2 separate regions of the Mus musculus genome follow, and region 1 is linked to region 2. The links are chromatin contacts, called in public HiChIP or PLAC-seq maps. All regions are on one chromosome and are shown on one strand. The core of a region is the stretch at or near the end of the contact, and the rest is flanking DNA. Distances in the headings are between cores, read along the strand shown.

Region 1 (4,209 bases), core at 701-3,200, 43 kb before region 2:
ATTCATGTTTATCTGTTCTCAATTAGGCCTTTTCTCTCATTCTTTGGTTTTCTTTTTGCTAAGCATTTTTCCATTTTTTTTTCAAAGAAACAACTCTTTTTGAGTCTTTTTACTTTAATCTTTTCTATTTTACTAATATCGGTCTTGATCTTTAAGATTCACTCCTGTCTATTGTTTGAGGGTTTGGCTTGCTCTTGTTTAAGACCCCAGGGTACATCGTCAAGTTATTCTTAAGTTTGGATTCGTGATCATATCCCAGAATTCCTGGAAGTTGTGGTCATGCCTGTGGTTAGTGTTTGTTTTTCCCTCATCCTTCTCCCCTCACACTCTTCCTTCTGTTTGTCTAAAGATGTTTTCTACCATCTCTTAAAATTTTTCATTCAAACATTTGTACTTTTTTCCTCTTCAAAATCTTAATTTTCTTACTGACTTTTTTGTTTGTTTGTTTATTTGTTTGTTTTGTTTTTTGAGACAGGGTTTCTCTTTATAGCCCTAGCTGTCCTGGAACTCACTTTATAGACCAGGCTGGCCTCGAACTCAGAAATCCACCTGCCTCTGCCTCCCGAGTGCTGGGATTAAAGGAGTGCACCACCATGCCTGGCTTCTTACTGACTTTCTTATTCATGTTTTAGACTGTCTTCGTGTCCTGAGTTTACTTACTTCATTTATATTCTTATTTGTATCCTCCTTGAAAGCATTGGTAGTTTTACAAATAAAATTTTAAATTGCTCTTCTGGCATCTTATCCATTTCAGTGTTTTGAACTTAGAAATTTAGAAGTTAAAAATTATTAATATAAATTAGAAGTTTAAACTATTATTAATTAAAATTATTAATTCAAAGTTTTAAAATATTATAAATTAAAATTATTACTATTATTTAAAACTAAAGTCATGCTTCCTTGATATTTTCTTTTCTTTCTTTCTTTTTTTTTCCTTGTTGGTTTTTGGGACAGTGTTTCTCAATTTAGTCCTAGTTGAACTAGAGCTTACTCTGATGATCTGGCTGGTCTCAAACTCACAGGGATTCTACCTCCCAAGTGCTGACATTAAAGGCACATGCCCCATACCCATTTTCTTATGTGTCTGTGCATTTGTTGGCTTGATTTCCATTCAGGTCTATTTGGGAATTTTTCTTAGGTATCAGGACTATTAGCTCAGTCCCTAAGACCTCTCAGATAGGAAAACCAGAGTTATTATATCTGAGTTCTACCCTTGGAATTATATCTGAGTTCTACCCTTGGAACCCATGGTAGAAGGAGAAAACTGACTCCTGAAAGCTGGTGCCTGACCGACCACCACACTCATGTGAACCATGATATGCACATGCCCATGCTCTGGCACAACACACGCCACCACCACAACTGCTGCCGCCGCCACCACAAACAACAGTGAACTGATGAAATTTGGTTTTTGGAAAATAGTAATACAATTGGATCCTGCTATGTGGACGTGTGGGGCCTCATTTGCAGTCCTGGATTTGTCTGTCTTACAGTCTGTGCTGCTGCAGAGCCTGGGCTGAAAGAGCATCAGTTATCCTCCAGAGCCGCCCTCATTTTAGTAGTTTCTCCACTTTGAGTGTGAGGGACCATTGCCAGCCAGCATTAGTTTTGCAGTTTGTGGGCTAGGCAGATCCTCCTACCCTTCCAAGATCCTCCCATGTGTATATCCACGGTTGCTAATATTCTAACTTGAAGGCAGGCAGGCCTGGGAGAAGGAGAAGCAACCACTGGGTTGAGATCTGTCTGAGCCTGCTGAACATTAAACACCCTGTTAGAGGGAGGGACACAGTTGTGCAAACCAAGTATCTTCTGGATCTTGGGAGCTTTCGTCTCCACGGCAGTGAACTTGAGGACAGACAGGCAAGTCCAGTAAGTACATCGGCCGGTCTCAGCTCATGGATCAAAGTCCAAAGCTATTCTCAAGTGATGAAATCAACCTCAAGCCACCCCTGCCTATGTCACTGCCTGAGCAGAGCCTGCTGCCAAGGTGTACTGCTCTCCTGCAACGGGCTCTCCCCAGGGGATGTGTGAAGGCTGCCTGCCCTCGGGCTCCTGACATCTGTGACTGTTCCTGCTCCTAGGCCCTCGGGGTAGCTAGGTTTTAAACAAAAGATTCCCACACAGATGACACTGCCTCTGAGTCATCCTTGGAGCAAAATAGAGCTCCCCCCTGCTGACCCACCCACCAGAAGCGCCTCTGCCCGCCCACGGGGAGCCACTGGCTAGAGCCCTGTGCAGCTTCCTTCTTTTACTATGTTCTGTTTCTCTTCACTCTCTGCTGAACATTAATTCTGCTTTATATTCCCTTTACAGTGGCATGTTCTCTCGATAGATAGATAGATAGATAGATAGATAGATAGATAGATAGATAGATAGACAGAGCCTGACTCATCCTTTATTACACAGTGTGAAGACAGCTTCTCACCCTTCATATTAAACAGAAGTCACAATCTAAAGTCTTTTTATTATATGTGTGTGTATAGTTTTGTTTATGTGAGTGTTTTGCCTGAGTGTGTGTCTGTGTACCACAGGCATGCATTGCCAGTTGAGGCTTGAAGAGGGTGATGGATCCCAAGGAACAAGAGTTACAGATGGTTACAAACCACCATGAGGATTCTGGGAAGCCAAATCTAGTGCTGCCGCACTGCAAACCTGGGAATTTATTATAGACTGGTTCTGAGGAAAAATGGAGGTCACTTCTCAGTCTCCAGTCAACATCCCACAGACCATTTTTTAAGGCAGCAAAACCATTCTGTATGATTCTACAGATCAAATGTACAGGACCAAAGTGAATCTTCAGGTAACACACAGACTTCAGAAAGAGCCAGCGAGCCTCTCAGCCACTCCCAATCTTCCCTGCACTCTCAGGCATCAGCAGTGCTGTGGTAGCACAAATGAGGGACAGGTTATGTAAGAACTTCCTGTTTGCCTCTGCTTGCCAACCTGACTGGATTTAGAGTCCAGATCACTCTGTTTTCAGAGTGGTTTGACAGAGAAGACCTTCCCTGAGTGCAAATAGCACTGTTTCTTGGATAAGGGTCTCAAATTGAATAAAAAGGGGTAAAGGGTGTGGTGTTGTGGTGCATCCCTTTAATCCCGGCACTCAGGAGGCACAGTTAGATGGGTGTCTGTGAGTTTAAAGCCAGCCTGGTCTACATAGCAAGTTCTAGGCCAGCCAGAGCTAAATAGTGTAACCCTATGTGTTCAAGGTGTGTTTGTGTGTGGGTGTGTACAGATGTAGGGAATCATGAATTAGATCAGACCAACTTCATGATTTCCTGCATCTGTACACCTGCAACTCCAGCCCCTCAGAAGACTGAGGCAGAAGGACTGTAAGTGTGAGACCTGCCTGAGATGCAGAGCAAGTCCTGGGTTAGCCTGAGCTATATAGCAAGTGTGGGCGTGTGCGTGTGTGTGTGCACGTGTGTGTGTGTGTGTGTGTGTGTGTGTGTGTGTGTGTGTGTGTGTGTGAGTGAAAACAAGAGGGGTTGGGGAGCTCGGTAGTTAAGAATGCATAAGGCTCTTTAGAGGACCTGACTTAACACCTATGTCAGATCATAATTGCTTGCAACTTCAGGTCCAGGGCATCTGATAGCTCCAGCCTCTGCAAGCACCCACACTTGCACTTATCCACTTACAAACATACACACACATATGTGATTAGAAAATAAATCTATAACAGCAACAGAAATAAAAACAAGCTAGCTAGCCGGGCAGTGGTGGCACATGCCTTTAATCCCAGCACTCGAGAGGCCGAGATAGGCGGATTTCTGAATTCGAGGCCAGCCTGGTCTACAAAGTGAGTTCCAGGATAGCCAAAGGCTATACAGAGAAACCCTGTCTCGGAAAAAAGCAAAAACAAAAAACATGCTAGCTGTCATTATTTACATTTGCAATTCCAGCAATCAGGAGCCTGAGAGGAAGCTGAACAATAGGAAGGCAATTCTCAGCCCAGACACACCTTCAACTACCACCACCACAAATACATTCAGTTTGCATGTATGTGCAAATGCATTTGCATGTGCACACAAGCAAACTGAGTTTTACAAAGAATCAGGTCACATATATGTAATTTTAACCATTTCAACAGTTTTCAGAAAACTGATACAGGTTTAGCCAGTTCAGCTCTTAGACATAGATGGAGCTGCCAGATGCTCACCACAGTACAGTTCCCTTCTCCGCTTTCTGAAATCATCTCAGCCGTTTAGC
Region 2 (3,779 bases), core at 1,083-3,582:
ATTAACTCAAGTCCTACCACAAACACCTCACCAGCTGAGGTCTTCTCAGCCCCTAAAACCTTCTTTAATTGGATAAATAGGTTCCATTTCTGATCAAACTGGAGGAAGCCCACTACGCCCTGTGTCTCACTCTTATTGTTAAAACATCTGACAAAATATACCAGCAATGAAGTAAATGGCAGCAGTGGACTGGACGGGGAACCCCAAAGTTGAAGAGAGATCAGTGCAGGGTAGTGAGCTTCCTCTTGGTTTTGTCGTTTTGTCTTTTTCCTTTCTCTCTGATACCTTTTTCCTTTTTCTCTTGATCTGAAGCCTGGCTGAAATGAGAGCTAACAATCAGAAATGATCAGGAAACAACTCCAACCACAGTGAGCAAGATAAAGCGAGGTGAAGTACCGACTGCTTTCCTGAGATTAGTTTATTCAGGAAGCTGGCGCCTAAGACAGGGAGAGAAAAACTGTCCTTTTAGAGCAGTGATTCTCAACCTTCTTAGTGCTGCAACCTTTTAACACAGCCCCTCTGCTCTGGTGACCCCAACCATGAAACTATTTTATTGCTACTTCATAACTGTGACTTTGCTACTGTTATGAACCATAATATAAATATCCATGTTTTCCAATGGTTTTAGGTGACCCCTGTGAAACGTCATTGGAGCCCTCCAAAGGGTCCACAACCCACAGGTTGAGGACCACTGTTCTAGAGGAAGCAACTGGAAAGAAGGACTCTTGGGAACATGAGAGCATGGAGCCTTGCAAAGGGGGTTGTTACATAGCAAAGAATAACTAAGACATGCCTGTCCTAGCCTGCTTCTTTGGTTGCTCCAATAAAATTTAGACCAGAACTAACGTGGGAAGGAAAGGGCTTATTTGACTTATAGTCCATCATTAAGGTAAGCCAGGTCAAGAGCTCAAGGCAGGGTCCTGGAGACAGAACTTGAAGCAAAGACTACAGAAGAATACTGCTGCTTACTGCCTGCTCTTTTAAACAGCCAGGTTCCACCCTCTTAGGATGGTACCACCCATAGTGTGCTGGGCCCTCCCACATCATCAAGAGAATGCTCCTCCCTACCCCCCCTCCCCCCCAACACACAAGCTCAAAGGCCAGTCTGATGGAGGCTGTTCCTTAATGTGATTTCCTCTCAGGCAACTATTGGTGTGTCAGGTTCACAAAAACTAAGTGGCATGGCACCATGACTCAGGCTCACATCTTGTACTTTGCTTTGAGATGGAGATTCACTACATTGCTCAGGCTGGTCTCTAGTTCCTCAGTTCAAGTGATCTTCCAGCCTCAGTCTGCTGAGTATCTGAGACTACAAAAGTGTGGGCCACCAACACAGCTTAACTAAATTTTGTTAATTCAGCTGTGATAAGATTACTCCCAAGAGGGCTGGGATAATCTCTTCCCTAGGATGCACAAGGCCCTGGGTTTAATCTCCAGTATAAAGACTATCTGAGCAAAAAGGATTTAATAGATATTCCATTAAAATGATTGTTTTTCAAAAAATTTCAAACATTTCCAATCAGATACCAAAGAATGAAGTTATATGCAAGGATGAATGTAAGTTCAGGGGCTGAGAAAATTGGAACTCTCCAACTGAAACCCACAAGTCTCCTGAGTCGTCAATTGACTCTAATTGTTAAAGTTCTGAAAGATTTGCCTTGGTTTTCAGAGAGAAGAGAGCTTCAGAATTCTGCTGAAAACCAGCCAAGAATTGCTCCTTAAGGCAGAGAGGGGGCTAGGAGGACAACCTCCAAACCGGAACACCCCCAGGGGTTGGGGTGAAGGCCTTGTCCCCTGGAGGAAGGCAAAAACTGGAAGGGTGTGGAGGGTGGAGGCTAGACGGTAGAGGGTAGAGGTGGGCAGGTGTCTGGATTCTGGTCTAAGAGATTAAGAAAAGGAAAGCGTAAGGAGCCTTATCCTTTCCCTTCCATTCCCTACCCAGCAAAGCCAAGACCCAGCCCGCACCCATACCACCACGAGGACCGCTAGCGAGGCCCCACCCCTCCGGATGAGGCTCCCTTTCTGCCGTGAGTGACAGCAACCCAAGCCCCACCCCACTCGCCACAGCCCCGCCTTTAACATGTCTCTCTACAACGACAGCTGATGAGGCCACGCCCATGCAGCACCACCACATCCCACCAAAATGAGAACCTTCATGGCCCCGCCCCTTCCGTCGCGGCCCCACCCCTCTCCCGAGGGTCAGCCAGTGAAGCTTCACTCTGACACCTCCGCCCCCCTTCCTCGGGACTTACAACTGTTAAGGCACCGCCCCTTTCACGGTGATCCCGCCCCCCACGCCGAGTGACAGCCGGAAGGCCCCGCCCCTCCCGGTCGTTGACGCCTCCTGTCGGCCAAGGCGCCACGCCCCGGTCGTGTATCCAGTCCGCCTTAGCGCCGCGGGCCTGGTTCTCCCCGCTCCCGCGGTCCCCGAGGACGCCGCGTGGGCGGCCGGTGAGTGGGGAGGGGCGCAGTCCGTGTGGTGGGCCCGCTGGGGATGCTCCCCCCCCGCGACAGGGAAAGAGCCACGGAAGCACTGGTCAGGGCTGGAGATCCGCAAGGGTGTGAAAGCCGGCGGAGGCAGGGGGATGTCGGCCGGCTCTGGATTTGCGTCAGGCCTGGAGCAGGGCCGTCTCTGACTGACCATGGGATCCCGGGGTGTCGGGCTGCTCTGATTGACACTTCGGGGAAGGTGCCCGGTAGCCTTGATTGTGTCACACCTCGCGGTCTCTCTAGGGTTGTGAACAGATCCGGTCTGAGGTTTCTGACCGGGCCCATTGTGCGCTTTCCGTGATAGGTGTCGCATGACTCCAGTGAAGGGTGCAGAGCCCTGTCCCTACCCGAAACCCTGTTTGTTCTTTCCCATAGCTGAGGCGGTGCGTAGACGGTCTGACTGAAGTCTCTTCAAGTTTGTTCCCACTCCACAGTTGAATCGCAATCCCTTAAACCCTGATGTTGTAATCGAATCCCGGCAGTTTTAAAAGTTTCAGGTGCACTGTGAGTGGCCTGGTTTCCATTTAAAGTCACAGTAACCTTAGAGGACTAGATATTTCTAAGGACTCTTTCTGTCTTTAAACAATTTTAAATGCAACCGTGCATCCCTTAACCAGGGTAAACTGGGAGGGAGATGCTTGCTGTTTACCTGGCATGAACGTCCGAGGGCACTCACACAGACAAAGAGGCTGTGACTTTACTAGGCATATAGTTTTGTTTTCTGGGGTTTTTTTGTTTTGGTTTGCTTTGGTTTGGTTTTTGGTTTTTAAAAATTTTTGTCTGTGCGTTCGTGTTATTGTGAGTGCAGGCAAACGGATACACACAGGCTTGTACAGGACAGAGGACACAGGTGTGGGCCCTTGCCTCCCACCGTGTTTGAGATAGGATGTCTTTGTGTCTTTTCATTTTTGCTGCTGTGCTGCCTGTTCCAGGCCATTCAGCCCTATGGCTTCTTAGGGTTTTACTGTCTCTGTCTCCCATATCACCTGGAGTTGGGATTACAGAAGCACTCTACTGCGTGCTGGAGTCCAAATTTAGGTCCTCTTGATGAGAAATGAGAGATGCAGAATATCAGACAGGCATAGACAAGGCCTGGTAAACTGTAACGAGTGTGCATTTGGATAGACTGTAGTGTGGTTGCGTGTGCGTGTGTGTATGAGTGTGTAAAGAGGAAAACTAGAAAGGTTGGAACACAGAAAAGAGGATAAAGTTGAGAATATAAATGCCCTGTAGGAATGCTCAGAACCCTATGACCTCTAGTAGCATTTTGTTTTTCTTCCTAATTTGTA

What was found. HiChIP or PLAC-seq counts read pairs in DNA pulled down with a chosen protein or histone mark.
Region 1: an H3K4me3 HiChIP or PLAC-seq map of bone marrow-derived macrophages shows a contact between it and region 2, with 2.3 times the contacts expected there. The contact joins the enhancer-like site here to the promoter of Ano10 in region 2. A contact is called at or near these places in 1 of 39 promoter capture datasets (neutrophils), 5 of 484 Hi-C or Micro-C datasets (LSK cells, bone marrow-derived macrophages, muscle stem cells and 2 more) and 3 of 115 datasets of contacts at active chromatin or transcription factors (bone marrow-derived macrophages, extraembryonic endoderm stem cells and pancreatic cancer cells).

The regions. Positions count from the first base shown.
Region 1 is chr9:122,335,567-122,339,775 of GRCm38.p6, reverse strand. No RefSeq gene overlaps it. Among named protein-coding and RNA genes, the nearest start is that of Gm35398, 7.9 kb to the left of the region's middle. Within about 2 kb of position 1,950, at least 83 of the 459 cell types and tissues checked have an H3K27ac peak or open chromatin away from gene starts, as enhancers often do. A contact at or near this core is called in bone marrow-derived macrophages, muscle stem cells and pancreatic cancer cells, where this site is marked.
Region 2 is chr9:122,292,976-122,296,754 of GRCm38.p6, reverse strand. Ano10 (anoctamin 10) reads left to right here and starts at 2,332. Exons shown (of 13, transcript NM_133979.3): 1 at 2,332-2,451. It overlaps Gm26797 (predicted gene, 26797), which reads left to right. Exons shown (of 5, transcript NR_168548.1): 4 at 313-387; 5 at 629-845.